2 separate regions of the Anas platyrhynchos genome follow, and region 2 is linked to region 1. Evidence: chromatin contacts called from public Hi-C data. All regions are on one chromosome and are shown on one strand. The core of a region is the stretch at or near the end of the contact, and the rest is flanking DNA. Distances in the headings are between cores, read along the strand shown. Region 1 has its middle 17 kb from the start of SCAF11. Region 2 has its middle 57 kb from the start of SLC38A4.

What was found. Hi-C and Micro-C count contacts between places; a contact is called where the count stands out from the background.
Region 2: a contact with region 1 is called in a Hi-C map of small yellow follicle, with 4 times the contacts expected there. The contact joins two enhancer-like sites. A contact is called at or near these places in 4 of 8 Hi-C or Micro-C datasets (F5 follicle, skeletal muscle, small yellow follicle and 1 more).

What each region holds. Positions count from the first base shown.
Region 1 is chr1:32,731,673-32,738,146 of IASCAAS_PekinDuck_T2T, forward strand. No RefSeq gene overlaps it. Among named protein-coding and RNA genes, the nearest start is that of SCAF11, 17 kb to the left of the region's middle. Within about 2 kb of position 3,694, at least 3 of the 8 cell types and tissues checked have an H3K27ac peak or open chromatin away from gene starts, as enhancers often do. A contact at or near this core is called in F5 follicle and small yellow follicle, where this site is marked.
Region 2 is chr1:32,878,986-32,885,459 of IASCAAS_PekinDuck_T2T, forward strand. No RefSeq gene overlaps it. Among named protein-coding and RNA genes, the nearest start is that of SLC38A4, 57 kb to the right of the region's middle. Within about 2 kb of position 3,751, at least 4 of the 8 cell types and tissues checked have an H3K27ac peak or open chromatin away from gene starts, as enhancers often do. A contact at or near this core is called in F5 follicle and small yellow follicle, where this site is marked.

The DNA of each region.
Region 1 (6,474 bases), core at 2,444-4,943:
CAGGGTGTTTGGGGAAGCGGTGCTGTCTGCTGCCCTCGGGCCACCTGCACCCAGAGAACAGCTCCCCTGGGGGAAGAGCTGAGCCAGAGGCTCAAACCAGCCCCTGCAAACTTCAAGGGCGAAGGAGAGTCTCCTGGTGGTGGAGCACCATCCTGCCTCTGCTGTCCGTCCCTGTAGAACTTGGTCCAGCCCCTGGCAGAGCAGCGGCCTGGGACTGTTGTTCCAGCTGGATGGAGGCAATGCCATTAGAGCATGCATGACCCCACCTCTCTTCGACCAGCTCTGATTAGGAACCGAGTGTTTTGCAGCAGTAGCAGAACAAATGCAATCAGGAAGGCCACGTGAAATCAATTTCTGTTTAATTATTCATTGCCTATCTCTGTGCTGTACTGAGGAAATCATTCAAAACCCTGTAATACCCAGCTACTTTCAGCTGCCTTCCTGAAGGTAAGCATGTGACTCTGCTTTCAATTGCTACTGTAAATATACAATTATTTATAAACTACCTCACAGGGACCATATGGTCCTCTTTTGAATAAAAATGCACAGACAGAACCGAAAAAATCTGTGAAAGAGAGGCATAGTAAATTGATACGTAGCATACCATCTGCTTCCATGCGCGAATGATGTTATAACAAACTGCAGGAGGCACAGCTAAGGCAACTGGAGAGAGCCAACTCCTTTACGGTGTTTGCAGATCTTCTGACGGTCTTCTGCCTAGTATCAGTTTTGTGTTGTCATTTGCTGTGGCACTACACCAAGAAAGCCATATTGGCTAACTTCTGCATGCTTAGGACTGACACCCATCTGTGGCTTCCCCCGATTAGCTAGTGAGCACCCCAGAGTTTGATTCCGATAGCTTTGACTTTTATGAGGTTTATAAAACACACTGGGTATTACCAATCAACCAAGCTAAAGTTTAAAATATGTCTGACAATGTTCATCCTGTAAAATACCAAGAAAACTGATGTAGGACTTCTCATTTGTTGAAATATTTTCCATGTAGAACTGAAACTTATTACGGATTTGTTCAGAGGATGTTAGAATCACATTTGTGTTAGATCTCACCTATGCCAAAGGACTCATGAAGGTTGCACATCTCTACTTTTTATTAGCACTGTTTTAATATCAGGATGCTGGAGCTGCATGTGTCAAATGGAAGCATTTGAGCAGAGCCTTCACCGTAGCTGTTGTTCTTGATGCCATGCAGGTTGTGGTGTGTGACCTTGCATAAGTCACTGGTGATAAAAGTAGGGGGCAGCTCAGCAAAAGCGAAAGGGCAGCACAGGTGGCTATGGATGTGAACACGTTGCCCCTGTATTTTGTTTGGTATTACAGGAGCCAGACTGTTGGCTGTCCCTCAAAAGCACGAAGGAAATGGCTGAAAAATGATGGCTTTATTATGGCATGAAAAGAGTGGGGTGGGTGACCAGTGGGACTGCCCACCCTAGCACCAGCACTGTGTGCCTGGCTGTGGTTTGGTGAGCTGGCCTGGCACATGCAGCACGTTACTTCTGCTCTTGCATGGGTCAGGAGCTAGGCTGGCGGCTGGGGAGCCAGCCCTGCCCATCCCGTCTGCTGTGAGATGTGGCCTGGGCACGTGGCCATGGCTGAAGCCTCAGGTCTGCACTGCCCCAGCGGGAATCCAGCTGTGGTCACACCAGCCTGGGGCAGGGAGAAGTGCATAAATTATTTTGTAAAAGCTCAGAAAATAAAAATTTTCAATAAAAAGGCAGAGGGAATGAACATTTTTAATAATAAACACAATGCACATTACCTGAGTTATTACAGTATTATTCATAATAAAATTATTATTATCACTAATATTATTAAAATGCATTCAAATTGTTCAGATTTTGACACCGAAATTCCAACCACAGGGCAGACGTTGAGTCAGACAGAAAATGACAGAAGTGTTAAAAAGGGAGATATAAATAACTGATTTATCTTACACTCTTCCTCTGCCCTCCTCTGGGCGCCCAAATGCAGAGCAGCAGCTTCCCTTGCCTGGGCAGCTCTGAGGAAGTGCTGGGTCTCCTGTCTGCACTTTCTTCCTTTGCAGCTTCTTTTGTGCCTCACTGCAGAATACACTTGAGCAGAGACTTCACCATCTCTGCTGCCTGTGCATTGGAGGCACTTTGAGATTCTGTGCTGAGAAATAACGGTATGAAATGCTGAGATAAAAGGGTAACACGTTACTGAAAATGAAAGCGTGACTCATCAAGGGATTATATTTTAATGCAAAGCTTTCTGACCCTCTGTCAGTCCTTCCTTCCTTCAGCCAGTATTAAGGCTGCGTGTGCAAGGACCATTTTCCTTTTGCTCCCCTTCTAGGTTTCCCAGGTGACACACAGCTCACTGGAGCATCTCTTTACAGGGTCTACCAAACTCCTTTGGCTCTAAAGCAGCCGAGATAGAAGATAGTCCTTCTAAAAGCACCATCTGCTGACTTGAAACAGAAAAAGCAGGAGGCACCCACTGTCTTGCAGACTTGTTAAGGCCATAACAAGTAACAGGAGCAGGGCTGCTAAATGACAAGCACATATGAGAGTTGTAGTATGACTATTTTTTTCAGCTGTCAAAGCAAAACACCCAGTATCTATCTTATCCCAGACCTAACACCATGAAAAATGCTGAGAGTAGTGCTGAGGATTGCACTAGCCCCTAGTTTCCTTCCTGGCAAGGTGGTTTTGTTCCACAGGCCCATCCGCAGGAACTCGTACGCTGCAGTTTCTGCATGTTCAGATTCAAAATGACAGTGCAGGAAGAAACACTTCTGGTGACCTAGTTTAACCAGTGTTAAGAGCAGATGCATTTTCTATAGCATGCAGTGTTGCTGCAAAGCCTAGTGGGATAGTGCTGAAAGGCTGGTGTCCGTGCTGATTTGCCTCTCCATTGGGTAATTTGTCAGGGATTAGCCTGCGTGTGTAGGCCACAAGAAGAAAGTCCTGCAGCTGATGATTTTCTTCTACAGCTGACAGAATGTCTTGAGTTGGAAGGGAACCACAAGGATCATCGAGTCCAACTCCTGGGTCCCCAAAGGACCACCCCAAAATCAGACCATGTATCTGAGAGCGTTGTCCAGACACTTCTTGAACTGCAGCAGGCTCAGTGCCATGCCCACCGCCCTGGGCAGCCTGTCCCAGTGCCCGAGCACCCTGTGGGTGCAGACCCTTTCCCTAACCCCTCACCTGACCCTCCCCTGTCCCAGCTCCATGCCGTTCCCTCGGGTCCTGTCGCTGACCCCAGAGAGCAGAGCTCAGCGCCTGCCCCTGCGCTCCCCTTGTGAGGGAGCTGCAGGCCGCCATGAGGCCTCCCCTCAGCCTGCTCTGCTCTGGGCTGAGCAAACCAAGGGACCTCATCTGCTCCTCATACATCTTGCCCTCTAGGCCCTTCACTATTTTTGCAGCCCTCCTTTGGACACTTTCTAACAGTTTTATATCTTTCTTTTACTGTGTTGCCCAAAACTGCACAGAATGCACACATTGTGGATAGCAGAGCAGGACCATCCCTTCCCTCTACCGACCGGCAATGCTGTGCTTGATGCACCCCAGGGTACGGTTGGCCCTTCAGCCGCCAGGGCACACTGCTGGCTCATGTTCAGCTTGCTGTCAACCAAAACCCTCCAGATCCCTTTCTGCGGGGCTCATATACAGCATCTTTTCCCCCAATCTGTACGTATATCCAAGGTTACCCCTTCCCAGGTACAGAATTGGGCACTTGCTCTTGTTAAACTCCATATTGTTGGTGATCATCCAGCTTTCCAACCTATCTAGATCTTTCTGCAAGGCCTCACCACCCTCAATGGAGTCATCAGCTCCTCCCAATTCAGTATCATCTGCAAGCTCCCGGAGCTCCTACAACTCCACTGTGGTGGTTTTCATTCCTTCCAATGTTCTCCTCAGCAGTACAACATGGGCATCCTTTGCTATTTGTTATCCTGCCTGTTGGTTGATTATCAACGTCTTTTACAGAGTCACTTTGAATAATATTTTTCATTTCATACCAAGGTCAGAATCAATAAAATATAAATCCTACAGCAGCAATAAAAGATAAAAAGTCTTAAAACCTACCTAACATTCCTATCAATCCCCCTCAAAGCAATTGACGTATATCTTAGTAGAGAAGCTTTGAGGAAGTTCTTCAGATTGTGCAAATCTAAAGCATTTAGCCTGATTGTATAAAACTAAGGCTGATTCCACTGACCACAGTGAACTTTAACCAGTTTGTAGCAGGCTGTGAACCTTGGAAAGTCTTTTGAAGTGATGTCTGGAAGTAATCTTTTGTGTATGTAATCAGTAAATTAGTCTGGTCCCTTTCAGTAGTATTCTTACCACTTTGTGGTGGCTCCCAGTGACCTTTGTGAAAAAAGCTCTGCCAACACAACATCTTTGTGGCTAAATTTTTTTGCTAGTAAAACACAACATTCTTAATGGCATCGTTGTTAACAGTTAATGAGCTCCTCATTCTCTGAAAACATACAGCATTTGTATATGGCTGTTGTACAGCTTATTGTAATTAGATTGTGGGTTCATCCTGATCTTCCTGAAGGTCCCTGGGACCAAATATTTGCTGGGCAGAGCAGTGGTGAGGACACGTGAAAACTCTTGCAGCTTTGAGACACAGGACTTCCCAAAGTTAGTACTTCCCCAGCAAGGTAGCAGAGGTATTATGGACTCTGTGCTGGGACAGTGCTTCCTTTGGTGCACCTCTACAAAATACCAGGGTTGGAAACACTGCAGGTTCTTCTTGTGGGTAAGTGCCCTCGCCACCTCCGTCCCCATGTGAAAAGCACAGCTCTCGGAGCTGGCTTCAATGAATCCTGCTTTTTGTGGATGTTGTTTTCATTGCTCAGCTGTGCTAACCGCACTGTTTTCTCAGAGGTAGGTGGGAAGGTAAAGAGCATGTAGCAAGATTATTTTTTCTAGCTATTGGTTTTGACCTATTTTGTTTACTGGCATCTGGGCTGTTTGTAAATATCCAAATCAAAAAATGTCCAATTTTAGACGACAGTCCTGAGCCTAAGTGGTGTTCAGGTGCCCTCAAAGGAGGTATAGGTTATTTCTGCAGTAAACAGGACTAATGGTCTCTTGTGCTTGACAGAGGGTTGTAATGTAAATATGGCCATGTTCTAATTTGAATGAACTAATTTATAATTGATCTCCCTTTTTTAGTAAAATTTTCCCCAGAGAAGTCAAAGTGTCGCTGACTTGTTTGCCTGGTGAGCTGCGGTGCCACCCCACTTGCTTGGTACTTTAGCTGCCTGCCTGGGGGATGCAGACTTCATGGGGTGCACTTTCTGCTTGGCAGGGTTTGTGCTCTGCTCCATCACAAAGAGGAAGAGAGAAGAGCCGAGCTTGCCCCAGTGTACTCTGGAGCAGGCAGAGATGTGCAGGAGCACTGGGCAGCAGGAGGTAATTAGCTGGCAGGAAGGTGTCTGAGCACACTTCCCGCACACCGGAGACTTCTCTGCATCTTGGTGGGCCCTAACAGCCCCGTACAAAAGATTTCTGATCCTTGGCCCAGAGCAGAGGTGAGGATATTATCCCCTCTCTGGATTGTGTTGGTCCTGAACGTTATGGTCAGTGATCAGCAGGAAATAAACCCAAGTGAAGATGAAACATCTGCTTCTGTAGTGAGCCTAAGCTGGTGTTGAAGCCACCAACACAGCTAGGCCTCAGTTATTCAAGTTTTTTAACCAACCAAGTTTGATTTTTTGCCCCCAACCAGAGCTCTTTAAGAAATCAAGCCATTTCTGCATCTTTTAGCATCCCCAGTCCTGGGTTCTGTTTCATTAGCCGTGTGTTCTGGTTAAAATAATCTGCCTGTGTAAAGCAACGAGGTTGACCCTGTTTGTTCTGCCCGGAAAGATGCCAATTAGTGCTCCACTCGAGTCAAAATTTAACAAAGGCTTGAATGTTCCTGTGCCTGTTGCTCAACAAGATTGTTTATCAATTTACACGGAGGCCACACTGCCTTTTCAAAGTGCTGCTGGAAGGCTGCCAGCTGTAGTAAAAGAGACTGCTTTCATTGTTTAAATGCCACTGAATGCAAGAATGGCAGACTGATGCTTGTTTTCCTTTTATTTTATGATGATCTAATTGCCAGAGATATATAATTCCTTGTTATGGCAGGGAAGTTGTTTCTCCGGCATCTGGTACTTCTCTGATTATTTACAAACGGTATCTGAAAATTAATAGGAGACCCAGCTTTCATGTAAAAATCCTAGTGGGAGCTGTTGTCTGCACAAAGCCCGAGGAGGCTTCAGAGTGTGCAAGAACCGCCTTTGTCAGAGAACGAACATATAATTTTTTTTTTTTTTTTTTTTTACATCCAAGGAAATTACAGGCTTTAGTTAGGGTTTCAAGAAATGTGTTCTACAAATGTTGTAGCATCTGTATGCTGCTGTTTTTACTGCAGTCGTTGTACGGGTCATTAATCTGATCTCACGTCGTAAAAATTTCTCCACCCTCT
Region 2 (6,474 bases), core at 2,501-5,000, 150 kb after region 1:
AAGAGATGCTGCTAAAGCACCCAGCACCCCCAAATCCCCTGGGCCTGCCTTGTGTGGCTGGTGCCTGCATGAACACTGGTACTTGGAGCACAGCCTTGGTGCCCGCCTTCAGCACTCTCATTTGTTTGGCTTTTACATAAGTGGCTTTCCCAAGAAATATTTTAACCAGCAGAAAGGCCAACAAAAGGCAAAGCGGCACTGACACCACAGCTGCATATTTCATCAGAAAGACTGCCCAGGTCTGGCACCGCCCTGGGGCCCCCTCTTCCTCTGGCTGCTGTCACCTCTCCCTCGGGTTTTAGCGCTGCAATCTCACATGCTGCGTGTATCGGGGGGAGTTCAGCTCCCTCGTATCAACATGAACATGGATTTCCTGGGTTGCAGGCTAAAGTGCAAGTTTCGGAAGCTTTCTGTTTCGAAACAAAAGGATTTGAGTTCCTCTTTCTGAGGCGAGGCGTGCGCACAATGCAGTTGCTGGGAGCAGCCACACCACGGCACCAGCAGTGAAAACGGGCCCGCGGCCAAAACCCAGAGCTCATGTCAAAACACGCTACAATAGCACATTTTACTACAGCGCAGGAATGTTAATGCGATACAATTAAATATTATGTTGCAAGGAAATTACATGTCCCGAACCACTGCAATATGGACGTGTGACCCTGGGGAGGCTCGTTCTCCCCGCGCTGTGTTTATAGCCGTGCCAACCCGCCTTTCCCACAGCTCCCCTTTGCCATCGCCCTGCAAAATGCAACCCTCGCTCCCAGCCCGTCCAGGCCGCCTCTGGCACCCCACGTCTTGCGCAAGGGGGCCAGCTGACCTTGCTGCTTTGGGGAACTGCCAGCTTGTTTCGTAAGGAGACAACCCCAGAAAGTGCTTTGTGGGGAGCATCAACCAGAAAACGGGGGCTGTACCCCCTCTCACCAGCCCCAGCAGGGGTGGGAGCTGTGGGGCCTGCGCTCCCCTGGCCCTGCTGCGGCTCCCAGGGGACGATGCTGTGAGCAGGGCCGGGTTTGCCTCCTCCCCATTAGGCAAGGCCTCGTCCCCCTGGCCCCATTCTCCCCCTAGGTCCAGGGGGACTTTCCAGAGAGGGGCTGCTGACGGAGGCGTGCTCCCACGTGAGGGCAGAAATAGAGCTGTGTAACTGCATTTCTCACGTGGGACGGGTGTCTCAGGTGTTGTGTCACTGACTGAGCGGTGCTGAGCGAGGGGAGGACACCTTAATTACCGTGTGTCACTGCTGCAGAACATCAAAATGTCTTTAACAGTTGAAACGGTTTTCCTAGATCCTACAGACTGGGAGAGAGCCATCGCATGGGGAAGTGATGGATTTGCAAGCCAAAGCCTTACATTAGTCATTACTTGTCTCACTTTGCTAGTTCTGAGTTACAGGACCAAAACAGAATACGTCACAAAGAACTTTTAAGCAAGTCATTAATGTTTTTTTTTTTTTTTTTTCATTTTGGAGGCTGGCAGGCCTGCAGGTTTTTGGTTTCTTTGTACGGTTCTGTTCACCACTTCTGAAATATACCTTGTTTAATTTTAATTTGCAGGGGAGAGGAGAGGAGAGGAGAGGAGAGGAGAGGAGAGGAGAGGAGAGGAGAGGAGAGGAGAGGAGAGGAGAGGAGAGGAGAGGAGAGGAGAGGAGAGGAGAGGAGAGGAGAGGAGAGGAGAGGAGAGGAGAGGAGAGGAGAGGAGAGGAGAGGAGAGGAGAGGAATCATAACTGATTTAAAACCTACTCTGACTCCTGTGCATGACAGGGGTCTATGGGAGCAGATAAGGCAGGCTGCCCCCGAGCTGTCCCCGAGAAATGCCGAGGCGAGCCAGGCTGGTGCTGCTGTGCTTCCCCCAGGAGAACACACAGGGCCCGGATGCTGATCTGCAGCTTGGAAAGCTGAACCAGCCACACGAGCCTCACGCAGGCAGCAGTGCAAACCTCAGGATGTGTTTGTTGCCACAACTTGTATGATTTTCATCAGCCGTTCAAACTGGAGCCAGTAATTTCCATTGTTGCCAGGGGAGGTGGTTGGGAAGAGAGGGAGAAAGGCTGCATTATGGAAGAACTTGGAAATTTTTGTCCTCTCTTCTGTCAACAGATAATTTTTTTTTGTGGTCTAACTACTGAATGTTTACTTTTTGGATTTTTCTAAGGATGAACTGCTGCTTTGGGGAAGCAAAGCGGCTATGAAAGCTGTAAACTGGTATCCTAAATTTCTATCAAAAAGGGAATTTTTTTTTTTTTTTCTAATTGCTGTTTTCAATGCTAACATACTAACTGGGCCTTCTTCATCCTCGGTGCTTTTGTCCCAGGAAATGAACCTGCCTGTTGGCAGCCCAGGGAACAGCAGGGCCAAGGACCTCCAGAACCTGGGTTTTCCCCACCACTGCCTTAGGACACCATTCCCTGCTACCTGCCTGCTTGACCCAGGATGCCTCCCTGGCCAGCTCCTTGGACACTGCCTCTTCTGTTCAGTTGTCTAGTTGAGCCTTTTTGGGGGGTTGATTTGGATCAGGTCCAACACTGATGCATTCAGTGCATTCACAACACAGTGTATTCAGGAATATTTTTGGTGACACTGAACCTCAGCTGAACCAGGTGCATGATTGTCAAGATGTCTAGCATTTAAGGTTGAATGTCCTTTTGCCACCCCACAGAGTACAGGTACTCACATTATTGCCTTCTCCACACAGAACAATCCCAAATTTCCACTGGGGGATCAGTGTAAATAATCCCTTTTGGCAAGGTCTCCAGTCAAAAGATTAGCCTATGAGCTAAAACTGTGAGGGCAATTTCTCCATCTGTAATCCAAGAAAATGTCCTGAAATTCTGGGCAGTGGGAGAGAGACTCCTTATAGTTATGAAGACAAAAAATTAGCAGTGGCTCATTTTTCAGAGATTACCAAGCAGTCGTGTTTGCACTACTGGCTCTTTAGTGGTACTTGTGCTGACGTCTGTGCTGGACGTGTCCTGCTCCTGACGACATGCATAATTAGATGTAGCAACATCATGGGCTTTTTAATCTCTTAAAGACTCCTTGACTAATATTTATGTTAGTTAAAGTTGTAATTTAATCACATCTTATGCAAGTCCATGCACATTTTTATGCACGCAGCGGGTCAAGTTCTTTCCCGTAGGCAAGGTCTGCTGGTGACAGGTATTTGGAGAGCTGGCTGTAACTGTAGCTACCTACACAGCACCCTGCACATTGTCCTTACCTGCTGTATCTGGACAATGCAGACAGTGCTGAAAAACTGCTGTGGTGTGACCACATCTTCTTCCTTACCTTTGGCTCCTGCCTGGCTTGTTGCCCTCAGAGCTGGAAGGGTGGTGCAGGGGGACTGATGCTGTCTCTGCCGCCTGGTCACTCGTGCTGCAGCAAGGAGATTCCCACTTGGTGTGGAAAGGGAATTCCTCTCCATTGCCCTGCTGGATAGCTGAAAAGGGAGGATTTGGCCAACCCTTTAGTCTGTTAGCTGATACTTCCAACCAGCCAAGGGCTATCTCCCCATTGCAGCAACAGCAGCACGACTCCAGGGGCATCCAGGCCCTTTACTAAATAAAAGGGGCAGAAAAGGCTCCTTGGCATCTATTTGGCAATTTTGCAGGTCAGTTTTTGTACTTGAGGTAGATTAACAGCAACACATGTGAGTTCCTCTGCATTATGCAGTTTATTTCAGCCCCCGATTGGGTTACATGGTGTGCACTATTCCTCCCGTGACACTTGACACAGCAGCTGCCAAGGTTGGTTTCTGGACAGGCCTGTCCTGGGAACAGAGTGTGCCGTGATCTCGATAAAGGGTGCTCAGCCTGCGTGTATGTCTCTGCTTGCCCCTTCCATTGCAGCTTTGTTGTGGGAACTTTCATGAAACCCAGGCCAGCTGCTTCCTAGCTTAACACAAAGCACGTTAATTGGGGCCGCTGCCTTTGGAGAAGCGGCCAGCTCCTACAAGTACTTGTTGTCTACATACGCTGCTTGTCTCCACACATTGCAGAAGTTTACCTCATCCCCAAGTTTGATACAGAGAATATTAAATATCGGTAAATGGAAACATATAAAAACTTTGCAGCGAGTCGTTCGTGGTCCTGTACCTATTAAAAATAGATGTCGACAGATCTGATTTCCACTCGTCAGGGCAAAAAAAGCTGCCAGGAGGTTCATCTGTGTCTGTCACTGACTATATTTTCTGGTTGCCCTTTTAGTCAGCTCCTTGCATGAGTTCTCCTCAAAAGGTGTGTATTGTATAGAGTATAGTGTTTAGTGTTTAGTGTGTAGTGTGTAGCGAAGCTACAATAGTGAAGCATCCTGAATCAGTTCCTCTAGAAGGTTATCAGCTACTAAAAACCAAACAATTGCTAGCTACAGATGTAGCAGCAGCAGGAGTGGAAATATTTGCATCTTCTTACTATGCTTAACTTGATCATATTTCTGTCTGTGTATTTAAGATGGTTCTTAGTGCCTTTCTAAAAGACTCCTACAAATTACAATTTCTGTGCACCTTTTAAAACACATTAACTTTTCAGAATTGTGTAAGACATGTTGGCAGGCAGAGCCTGTATCTTGTTATGGCACCTTTTAGTTTTAGGATAACCATCCCCATGCTACTAGCTCCCCCAGCCACTTGTGCACCAGCACCTACCAGTGAGCACGGTTGGTTTTGTGTCGAGAGTCACTGTGCAAACCCTTCCAACCCATCCTTGCCCTGCTGTGACCTCCTGAGCCCCTCAAATCAAGGGCAGAGCTCTCCTGACGTTAACAGCAGGGATGAGCTCCTAATCCCTGTAAGCACCTTTTCTTGATGACCCCTTGGTGCCCGTGGTTTGCTGCTGACTGTCAGTGTACTTGGGGCAGCATGCCTCTCCCAGCATCACTGGCACCCATGGGTGACCTGGGCGAGCGGTGAGGAGAGGCTGAGGCTGGGACCAGAGGTGCCCTTTGGAGGCAGCCAGCGGGGTGGTCCAGGGGTGCCAGGAGCACACATGCAAGGCTAAAGCAGAAGGACTCAATGCTCACAAGCCACAGATGCCTAACATATCTAATATGGTAAGCTCCAGTCCTGCTGCCTGGTGCCTGGGTCACATTAGTTTCGGCAGTCAAGCGGCTGATTGCACCGCCAACTATTTTAGCTCAGTGACCTTCTGGAGAAATGAAATAGGAACTGAGCGGTTTTGTGGTTCAGAAGCACCAGTTTGTTTCCTAGCATGACAACGCTGCTGCTCTTTCTCTAGGAAGGTTGCTTTCTTGGCTAGTACCCTGGCGGCAGCAGCCAGAATAATATCAGCAGCCTCATGCCTCGGTTAACTCGGCTGTATATGACATTAAAGAGCATGCCAAGGCAGTGAAAATGGCAACCTGAGCTGTGGTGGGCGGTAGCCATTCATCTGCTCCTTGATGTTTTCCCTGCTGTAGAGCCCCTGTCCCAGTCTGTTTGCCCCTCACAATGGCAGGATAGATAAGGCCAAGTAGAAAGTGCACACGAGGAGGAATGGCCTCTTGTCCTGAGGGTGTTGTGTTTCTGGCTTGTGAAGTCATGCAGTGAAATTGTCTGGGTTTGGACAGGGTATGGAGAGACCACCCTGCACTGCTGGCTTCACGGAGTGCTTGGGATGGCAGCTAGGCTGGTTTCCCTGGGTGACTGTGCGTCTGGTCCATGCTGGTGGTAGCTTAGCTGTGGTATGACTTAACCACAGCCTGGGGAGGGATCTACGGTGTCAGCACAGCGCTCCCCTTGCTCAGCTTGCAGCCTGACAACATGTAGGCAATGAGATCCAGAGCCAGGAAGATGCTTAGTCCTACCTGAGCAGTGGGGTGCACTGGTAAACCAAATGCTCCCAGAGGAACTGCCACCATGCCTGTGGGTGCTCCAGTTTTCACTGGCAATGTCCTGGAGATGCTTTAAGTTCGGTGGAGCTGCGTTGTCTGATGCTGGCTCCATTCAAAGTGCTTCCCCAGCTCAGACCACGAGTGGTTCAGCACCATGTGCTCGGATTTATCTCCCCAGCTGTGCGGTTGTCATCTCAGGCTCCCTTCCTAGGCCAGGAAGGGAATCAAGTGTGTATGGAGAGAGCTTTATCTTATATTAAAGCGGCTGTTTGCCATCATTCTTATCCAGCAGCTCCATGCCTGGAGACCTGCTTGGGGTGTGTGTGACAGGGCTTGGGGTCCCCTCTCTGCCTGAGGCCCTGGATCACTGGGTATAAACCACCCTGCAGGAGAGGTTTCACAGCAATGCCTCCTTGCCTTGTGATGCATGTAGTTTTTTTATTTTTTTATTTTTTTTTTTTTTCCCTAGGCCACTGCTTCTGTGACCCCTGTGCCCACTGTGTGTGGGGCTGGGCACCCTGTGGGGCAGCAGAGCCCTGAGGGTGCTCCCTGAGTTGTTGCCCGGAGCAATGCAGGGCACGGCCTCGTTATCCACCTGCTTCCCACAGGGATCACCTTTACTGTTATTGGCACATTCGGTTAAGACTCAAAAAA